Linked DNA regions of Sus scrofa: region 1 is linked to region 2. The links are chromatin contacts, called in public HiChIP or PLAC-seq maps. All regions are on one chromosome and are shown on one strand. The core of a region is the stretch at or near the end of the contact, and the rest is flanking DNA. Distances in the headings are between cores, read along the strand shown.

Evidence for each region. HiChIP or PLAC-seq counts read pairs in DNA pulled down with a chosen protein or histone mark.
Region 1: a contact with region 2 is called in an H3K27ac HiChIP or PLAC-seq map of alveolar macrophages. The contact joins two enhancer-like sites. A contact is called at or near these places in 1 of 47 Hi-C or Micro-C datasets (brain) and 2 of 2 datasets of contacts at active chromatin or transcription factors (alveolar macrophages and skeletal muscle).

The regions. Positions count from the first base shown.
Region 1 is chr5:93,579,408-93,583,465 of Sscrofa11.1, reverse strand. No RefSeq gene overlaps it. Among named protein-coding and RNA genes, the nearest start is that of DUSP6, 280 kb to the right of the region's middle. Within about 2 kb of position 1,680, at least 4 of the 83 cell types and tissues checked have an H3K27ac peak or open chromatin away from gene starts, as enhancers often do. A contact at or near this core is called in alveolar macrophages, where this site is marked.
Region 2 is chr5:93,252,368-93,256,476 of Sscrofa11.1, reverse strand. It overlaps LOC110260801 (a long non-coding RNA gene), which reads left to right. Exons shown (of 2, transcript XR_002344271.1): 2 at 1,170-4,109. Among named protein-coding and RNA genes, the nearest start is that of DUSP6, 49 kb to the left of the region's middle. Within about 2 kb of position 1,691, at least 38 of the 83 cell types and tissues checked have an H3K27ac peak or open chromatin away from gene starts, as enhancers often do. A contact at or near this core is called in alveolar macrophages, where this site is marked.

The DNA.
Region 1 (4,058 bases), core at 431-2,930, 330 kb before region 2:
GATCATGGCACTTCTCAATAAATACTTATCTCAGTAAAGAGTGAAAGTGGAGCAGTCCTTTTCCTGGGGCCTCAGGCGATCTTTGGTCCTCCCTTCCCTCCCACCATTCCCCTCTGTCTCATCTCTTACCCTCCTCCTCACTCACTCTGCTCCCACTCCACGGGCGTCTTGCTTTTCCCTTACCATGCTTGCAAGCTGCTCCCACTTCAAATCTTCTTCTACCTCAGGGCCTTTGCATTTGCTGTTCTCACTACTAGGAATACTTACTTCCCCACTACTTTGTACAAAATAGAAGCACTCTACCCTATCTATGGGATAGAGAGGGCTAATTTATTTTATTTTCTCCATAGCATGTTACTAAATGAAAGATTAGACATGTCTTTGCTCATTTGCTTTTGGCTCACAGCAATCTAAGTAAGCTTCAGAGGGTGGGGCTTTATTTTATTCATTTTTATATCTGTATGGAGAGTGGGTACTTGATAAATGAGTGGAAAAAAACAAGCCTTCACAATGTCAGAATACTCTCTGGTCCTTCTGTTTTGTTGATTCAGAAAATTATCATAAACTGGCAATTGTGGATTATTATTATTTGTAAATCAATAATTCTGTTTTTTACTCACTTAGGAGCTTATTAGAAGCTATACTCTTGTAGTAGAATCTTTTCAAATGCAAAGCCCAGAGCCAATCTAGAGTTTAACGTTGACTCTACTACTTACCTACGTGATGCCATGAAATTTACTCAACTCTCCTTATCTGTAAAATGGACAATAATAGGACTGACCCCTGAGGATTCTAATAAAGATTAAATTAAATAATACAGGCATTCTCGTCGTGGTGCAGCGGAAACGAATCAGACTAGGAACCATGAGGTTGCAAGTTTGATCCCTGGCCTTGCTCAGCGGGTTAAGGATCCAGCATTGCCGTGAGCTGTGGTGTAGGTCGTAGATGCGGCTCAGATCTGGTGTTGCTCTGGCTCTGATGTAGGCCAGTAGCTACAGCTCTTATTGGACCCCTAGCCTGGGAACTTCCCCATGCCACCAGTGCAGTCCTAAAAGGACAAAAGACAAAAAAAAAAAAAAAAAAAATTAAATAATACAGGTACATGGCTTGACTCATGCTAAATGTTCACTGACCTATTCGTTTCGATTGGCAGACTCTTTCTGCCTTACCTAACAGAAATCGTTAAGATGATTCTCGGTTGGGAATTTTCCCCCAAGGGACATTTGGCAACGTTGGAGGTGATTCTGGTTATTACAGCTGAGGATGCTCCTAGTATCTAGTAAGTAAGAAGCAGGGATGCTACTAAACATCTTACAGTGCAGAGGGGGTGCCCCTGCAACAAAGCATTATAGATCCCAAAACATCAAGAATGTCACTGAGGAGAAACCTTCATAGATAGAAAACATTTGTTTAATATACGACAAACTCCAACATTTCGAAAAAAGTAAGACATTTAAAGGAGGAATTTTTTTAAAATCTACCACCATTCCTTCTTTCATGCCTGTAAAATAAGCTTAGCGATGAAAATTCACATTCACATTGGCCAATTCTAGAAGCCTGGCCTGAAATCTCTTCTTATCTTTGCCTTTTATAATTCAAGGCCAAGCAGGTGCTGCCACCCACACCCCAGAATTCCCAGGCTATTTTTCTCTTGGTTATTTCAGTTCTGCATCAGACCACTAGAGGGTACAGAAACACCATCAATCATGCAGCATTTAGGTGTCAGACTCAGTTTTCAGTAATGTAAATCTTAATAGAATGCTAAATTATTTCTGGCCCCTAAAATAAAATACCTCTACAGATTTGCAGTTTAAAAGGCTGGATTGAAGCATGTCACCATAATTGTCATCACCCCCAAACCGTAAATGATGGTAGTAATTTAATTCAACGTCATATGTCAAATGGAAATCTAATAAATAATCACTGATGATATTATGAAAAGTATCAGACTATTATGATATTATTATGATAATATTTTATGACTATATTGGTAAAACTCTCTTTGGTGAAGGTTTGGTTATGCTTTAAGTTAAATCATATCAAATAGATATGTATGATTGTTCCTACCAAGAAGTAGGCAAAAATTAAGCAGAAATTGGAACCTAAATACAGACTTCAAGTTGGACTAAATAGCATTATTGTGCTGAAGCCCCAAATCGTTTTGATCATTGTCCCAACAATATTCCATTAGGACAAACTTGAATGACTGAAAAAATAGTATGACACCACTAAATATTTAGATGTATTTCAAGCTCACACACTCAGGTTTAGCATTGAGGCACTGGGGAAAAGATATAGAAAACTTTGGAAGGAAAAGATTAAAGAATTATTTTATTTTATTTATTTTTTATTGTTTTACTTTTTAGGGCCACACCCACAGCCTATGGAGGTTCCCAGGCTAGGTGTCCAATCAGAGCTGCTGGCCTTCACTGCAGCCACAGCAACATCAAATCTAGATCCAAGCTGTGTCTGTGACCTACACCACAGCTCACGGAAATGCCGGATCCTTAACCCGCTGAGCGAGGCCAGGGATCGAACCCTCAACATCACGGTTCCTAGCCAGATTTGTTTCCGCTGCCCCACAATGGGAACTCCTAGATTAAAGCATTATTTTAAAGGGCAGAGTATCCAGCAGTTTCTCCTTTCAAGTTAATATTAACAGAAATGTGGATACAAATATTGCACAGGTGATTCCTAAACATATTCTTATGACACTGAATGTTGTTCACAACTTTCTCTAAAGAGATTACAAAATTCTGTTTGAAAATAATTTTAATTTTCTTTAACTTACATACACATGCACACATACACACAGAGACATAAATAAAACTGCTGTGTAGTTTGACACAGAATTAAGAGCTAAAAGATGCTGTCATATCCAATAAATGAACATAGATGTAAATGATTCAGAAATGTTTAAGTATCAGGCCTTAGGAGACTGCACAGAATAGTGGTTAACTACATAGGTCTGATATCAGACTATCTGGGTTTGAAAGCTATCTCTACCAGTTAACAGTTGTTTTTTTAAATTGAGATATAGTTGGTGTACAATATTACATAAATTTCACATTTACAGCATTCACAATTTTAAAGGTTATATTCCATTTATAATGGTAAAGTATTGGCTATATTCTCTGTGCTGTAATATGTTCTTATTGTTTATTTATTTTATGCATAGCAGTTTGTGCCTCTCCATCCCTTACCCCCATCTTGCCCCTCCCCACTCCCTTCTTCCCACTCCCAGGTAATAGTTTTGAAGCTCTGGGAAAATTATTTTGCATCTCTGTACTTCAGCTGTACAATAACTATAAACATCATGGTATAGTTTACCTTGTAGGGTTGATGTGGGGACATAGGAGTGAATCCAGGCAGAGCACTTAGGACAGTGCCTGGCGCACGTGAACTCTGCGTAACTCTTTTCCGTTATAATTATCACTTCCATTAATAACTAGATCAACCCCAAAGAGAAATTTGTGCCTCTTCCCTTTTTAATTAGCCATTCCCTTTCTTTCTAAAGTATCGCTCAATCTTTTTTTTTTTTTTTTTCCAAGAAAAGCCACAAACAACATATGGACTTCACGGACCTTGAGAAATATGAAAAAGTTGGTTGAGTTTCTGAGCGGTCCGATGACAATCAAGCCAGCCTTTCATTTTTTCCTTTTTTTTTCCCTTTCCACTCCCCCATCAAATGCCCACCCCACCTTTTTTTTTAAAATCAGCAGACCTAAGTCAAAGGAGCAAATAGGGAAAGAAGACGTTATCATTTATTTTTAGTTTTTCATTGAACCACCAGCCTTAAGCCAGGCACAAGGATAAGCATAATCACCAACAGAAAAAGCCTCTTAAAAGTTTTGTGAGGCACCCTTTGAAAAGGTCAAATGAATTCATGAAAACATACTGCTTTTCCCCTTGTATCAGGACTCTAGAGGGGTTTACTAGCTGCTGAATGTTTTCCCCCCCTGCTGTAGCAAGTGGTTATGATTAACTTGTGAGAAGTCCGGATCCAAGAGGGAATATGTCCAGGAAGTGGGAAGTCCAAAGAAAGGAAGGATGTAGGC
Region 2 (4,109 bases), core at 442-2,941:
TTTAATACAAGGGCTTCAATGCCTCGATTCAAAATAGTGACCAGAGGTGAGAAACAGGCCTTCTGCTCACCATCAAGTACGTGGTATCTTTTCAGTCAACCCAAGGGATGAATTGCGTTTAAATTGCATCCCTGTGGGACACAGGTGAGCTCTTAAAGCCCACTGCTTGTCAAATATCTGCCTCGGAGAAAGTTTCTTAAGGTTCGAAACTCATCAAGGCTGTCTTAGATGGGAGTCTCCTCTGTTCCCTGAACTTCTGCCTGGAACAGCTCAGCAGGTAGAGGCCGTGGGATCTCAGAGCCTTAGCGTAGGAGAGGGTCCTGAACCTCCCCTCCTCTCTTCCAAACTACAGCGTCCTCGCCAAGTGATGAGTAACCTCTTCTAAGCTAACCTCCACCTGGAATCGTCATTGAGCTGCTCACTTCCTTTATTTTCACATACGCCCTGCATTACCTGAAACAAATACATCTCTCATCCTTGAGCCCACAAGAATCTAAGAGCTCTCAGGTTTTACAAGGCTTCTTCAGGCTAACCTTCTGCCAACACTTAAATTCCCTTTCTGAAAGGGCCCCCAGTTGCTGCAGTGTCTCTGCCTTGCTCCCCCTGGCTCCCCCCCCCATCGTCTTTCTAAAGTTCATAGTCGTACCTCCTCGCCCCTAACAGCCAGCTTCACAAATACAGTGCATCCTGAGTGTGTATTCCGCATCTTCAGCATAAGTAGAATGTTTTTAGGAAATCAAACACGTAGCTTGTTTCCTTTGTAAAAATGACCAGAATAAAGAGCTCTCTACCTAATCAGTCCCCTGGCTCCCAAGGAATGTTAGAACCAAACTTGTGAAAAATGAACTAAAATGAGGGACCATCTGTAGGCTTTTGTGTTGAGGTCTTCTGTTGGCCGCCTGACCGCTCCACTCCATCGGGTGAGATAATCAAACGTATTGGCTCTTATTTCAATTTCCTTAGCTAGTATTTGGAAAATAAGCAGCTGAAGGAAAATGTAAATATCCTTATGTGTACTGCTCTTTTGGCTGCAAGTAATAGAAAACCTACCAGTTGCATAAACCCTAGGGTAGTGTTGGCTGCAGTTATCTAAAGCTGCATAAAAGATGTATGCTTTTGTTTTTGTTTTTTTCCACTCAAGGTTAGCATCTGTAATTCTTCCTCCACAGTTCTGCTTGGCATTTTCACATAACTGTTGAAGACTGAAAGTTCTGAAAACGTGGAGCCACCAGCCGACTTCCCTTTCCGTCTCATTAGTCGGGGTGGAGGCACAAGGCCAGCTGAGCTACGAGGGAAACAAGGAAGTGAGTTTCTGGCAACGGGAGGTGGGACGGTCGTGACCAGGCAAAGCGGCTGCTTCAGTGTCCCCGGAACGTTGAAAAATAAGAGTTTTATTTCCTTGTAAAAGTTAATAGATAATCATGAAGAAAGTTTGGAAAGAGGAAAAAAAAAAAAATTCCCCCAATGCGGCTGCTCAGCACCCTTTTAACACTTATAATCATATTGTACTGTGGGACTTTTTTTGACTTAACATGATTAGTTTAAAGCTCTATGGTTTTTGAAATCTATTATTTCGAAATAAAACATAAACCAAGGAGGTAGCATGGAGCAGCAGGAAGGGGGCTGGCTTTGGTGTAAAGAGACGGTGCTTGGAGCCCGGGTCCTGGCACGAATCCATCACTGTATTTCTGCTTCCTCAAAATCGAGAAATGTGTTTCCTGAGTTCCACCACTTCCAAGGCTTCGTGATCACAAGAGCCGTGTCTTTGAGACACGCAAGCCATGCTGTTCAGATACTGACTCAACACAGTGGGTCTAGACCGCAAAGACAAGCAGAAGAGTGAACTGGAAGTTACCACCGTGTGAAACTGGGTGCCTGATATGCAATAATGTAAGATACAACACAGAATGTGTACCCGTGCTTCGTTTTTCAACGGCAGCCAGAAATCTGGATTTTCATGTGAAATTATTAGCTTTTAAAACAGGGACACCTAATTTGAAAAGCAAAATACTCTAGAGGCCAGACAAAACACATCTGCTCAATGTCAGTCTGCAGCTCTGGCTAAACCAGCAGCCAGCTTGAGCAACACTGGAAAAGGGATGTATGGGGTGAGACGGGAGGTGGGAGTAGGAAAAGCTGCTTATAGGACCTTTTGGTCATGCAGCAGCTGGAATAGTACAAGCCGTCTAAAACATCAAATACTTATATTAATGGTGAATACATACAATCTAGGCTTTTTAGCATCTCTAGTTTTTTACACCGAGGCCATCATTACTTCCCCCTGCGGATTCTGAAACACCCTCGGGTGTGACCTGAGCTTTGACCTGCGCTCCTGAGTTAAGCACGTGCTCTATGGGAAACAACTGAATCGGATCCTGTGAGGTCCCGAAGTGTCTCATCGGAATGTGAAACATGCCAATTTTTTTCTCTTTCATGTGTGTTTCCCCCGATCGCTGATCGTTACGGTTCGAAATCAAGTCCTGTGTCTTTTGCCTCCATCGTTCAGTTTAAGGACAAAACGAAAATGAAAATCACGAGCGTCTTCGACGGGTGTTCCCTTGCGCTCGAATTGCCACCTCCAGCCGTTTGTTCTCTTCTCAGCCTAAATGTTGCCCCTTTCATGTCTCCCCTTCAGAGAGAGAACGACCCACGACACCAGGCGCTGCAGGTCTTCGCACTCTCAGCAGTTCTGACTCTCGCTGCCTGAAACCGGTACAGAAAGAGGATGTAACAACGTTGAACTTTTTATGTGATTTTTTTTTGCCTTTGACACAGTTATTAGAGGTTTTTTTTTTTTTTTTTTTAAAGCAACAGCGCCCTACGAGGACACCAGGTTTCTAAATGATTCATCTTCTCACAGACCTTGATATTCAATCCAGGTGTAGGAATAACAGGATAGCCCTTGGGTTCTATCCTCAGGGCTTGGAAAGGCTTCAGTGAAATTCTATAGCAAAAGGCCCCTGTGCTTACCCTGACTTTCTCTTTGTTCTACTCACTTTTTATCTCTGAAAAGCAAAGGGATTTCCTTGGGGGATTAAGCAGAGGAAACAGCCAAAGGTAGCTATCGTGTTTCATTTGAATTAGGAGATGCCAAAGAATCCTGAAGTCAACTCAACGGGAAGCCCTTTGCCCCAGTCTTGGAAGGGTCCCCGGGTCTCACCAGCACGAGCGTCACAAGTCCTCATCCCACCCAGACGTATCATCCTCTCTTCTCCCTCACCCGACCCCCACTCCGGGAATATCTTGGACAAACAGTAGTGGTTTCTCGAGCAAGGCAGAGAAATGTCTCATCGGAATGTGATACATGCCAATTTTTGTCTCTTTTCAAAAGTTTTTCCATGTAATATCTTGCTAACACAAAATCATTTTGCAATTACATATTTTTAAATGGATGGGTGCTGTTCTCACCCTGCGAGATTCTGGTTTTGAGTCACTGAAATGAACAGAGGTAGAAGAACAGACAGATGACTAGTTTTCTTAGTGATAGATCTTAGAAGCTGCTGTTCAAAGAATGAGATGAAAGGGAAGCATTTCCCATACCTCCAGCCGGACTTATCTATCTCCTGTCAACACAAAGCTACATAAAAAATACATATTGAGCTGCTATTCAAGAGTCGCTACAAAATCTTGAAATAAACAATAACATAAGTCACATTTCTATTAGACTTCTCAAATTTTTACATCCTGATTTCTGGTTGACATCTACTTTAAAAATATCCAATGATAACCTGAATGGCCAATTTCTAAGTTAGCCATATTTTTTACTAATTCCTTTTGAAGTAAAGTAAGGGTGTTTTTTTTTTTTTTCTTTTGGTTAATGATTTTAAAATGTTAAAAGAGCAAACTATTTTTCACATTTCCTTATGTAACGTTGTATTTTTCTTTTGCTTATTATGATCACTCGTTACATTTTTAGGGAGATGCTTCATTTATACTTTTATGTTTGGGGAGTAGTCTGTGAAATTTGACATATAGTATTTCCATTTGATTTAAAAATACTCTTCATCACACTTTGGGTTTCCTCTCTAGCCCAAATATTATTTAGCGGAGTTTATCTTTTTCATTTTTTTTTTTAATTTTATTTTATTATTTCTTTTTCATTTTTTCTA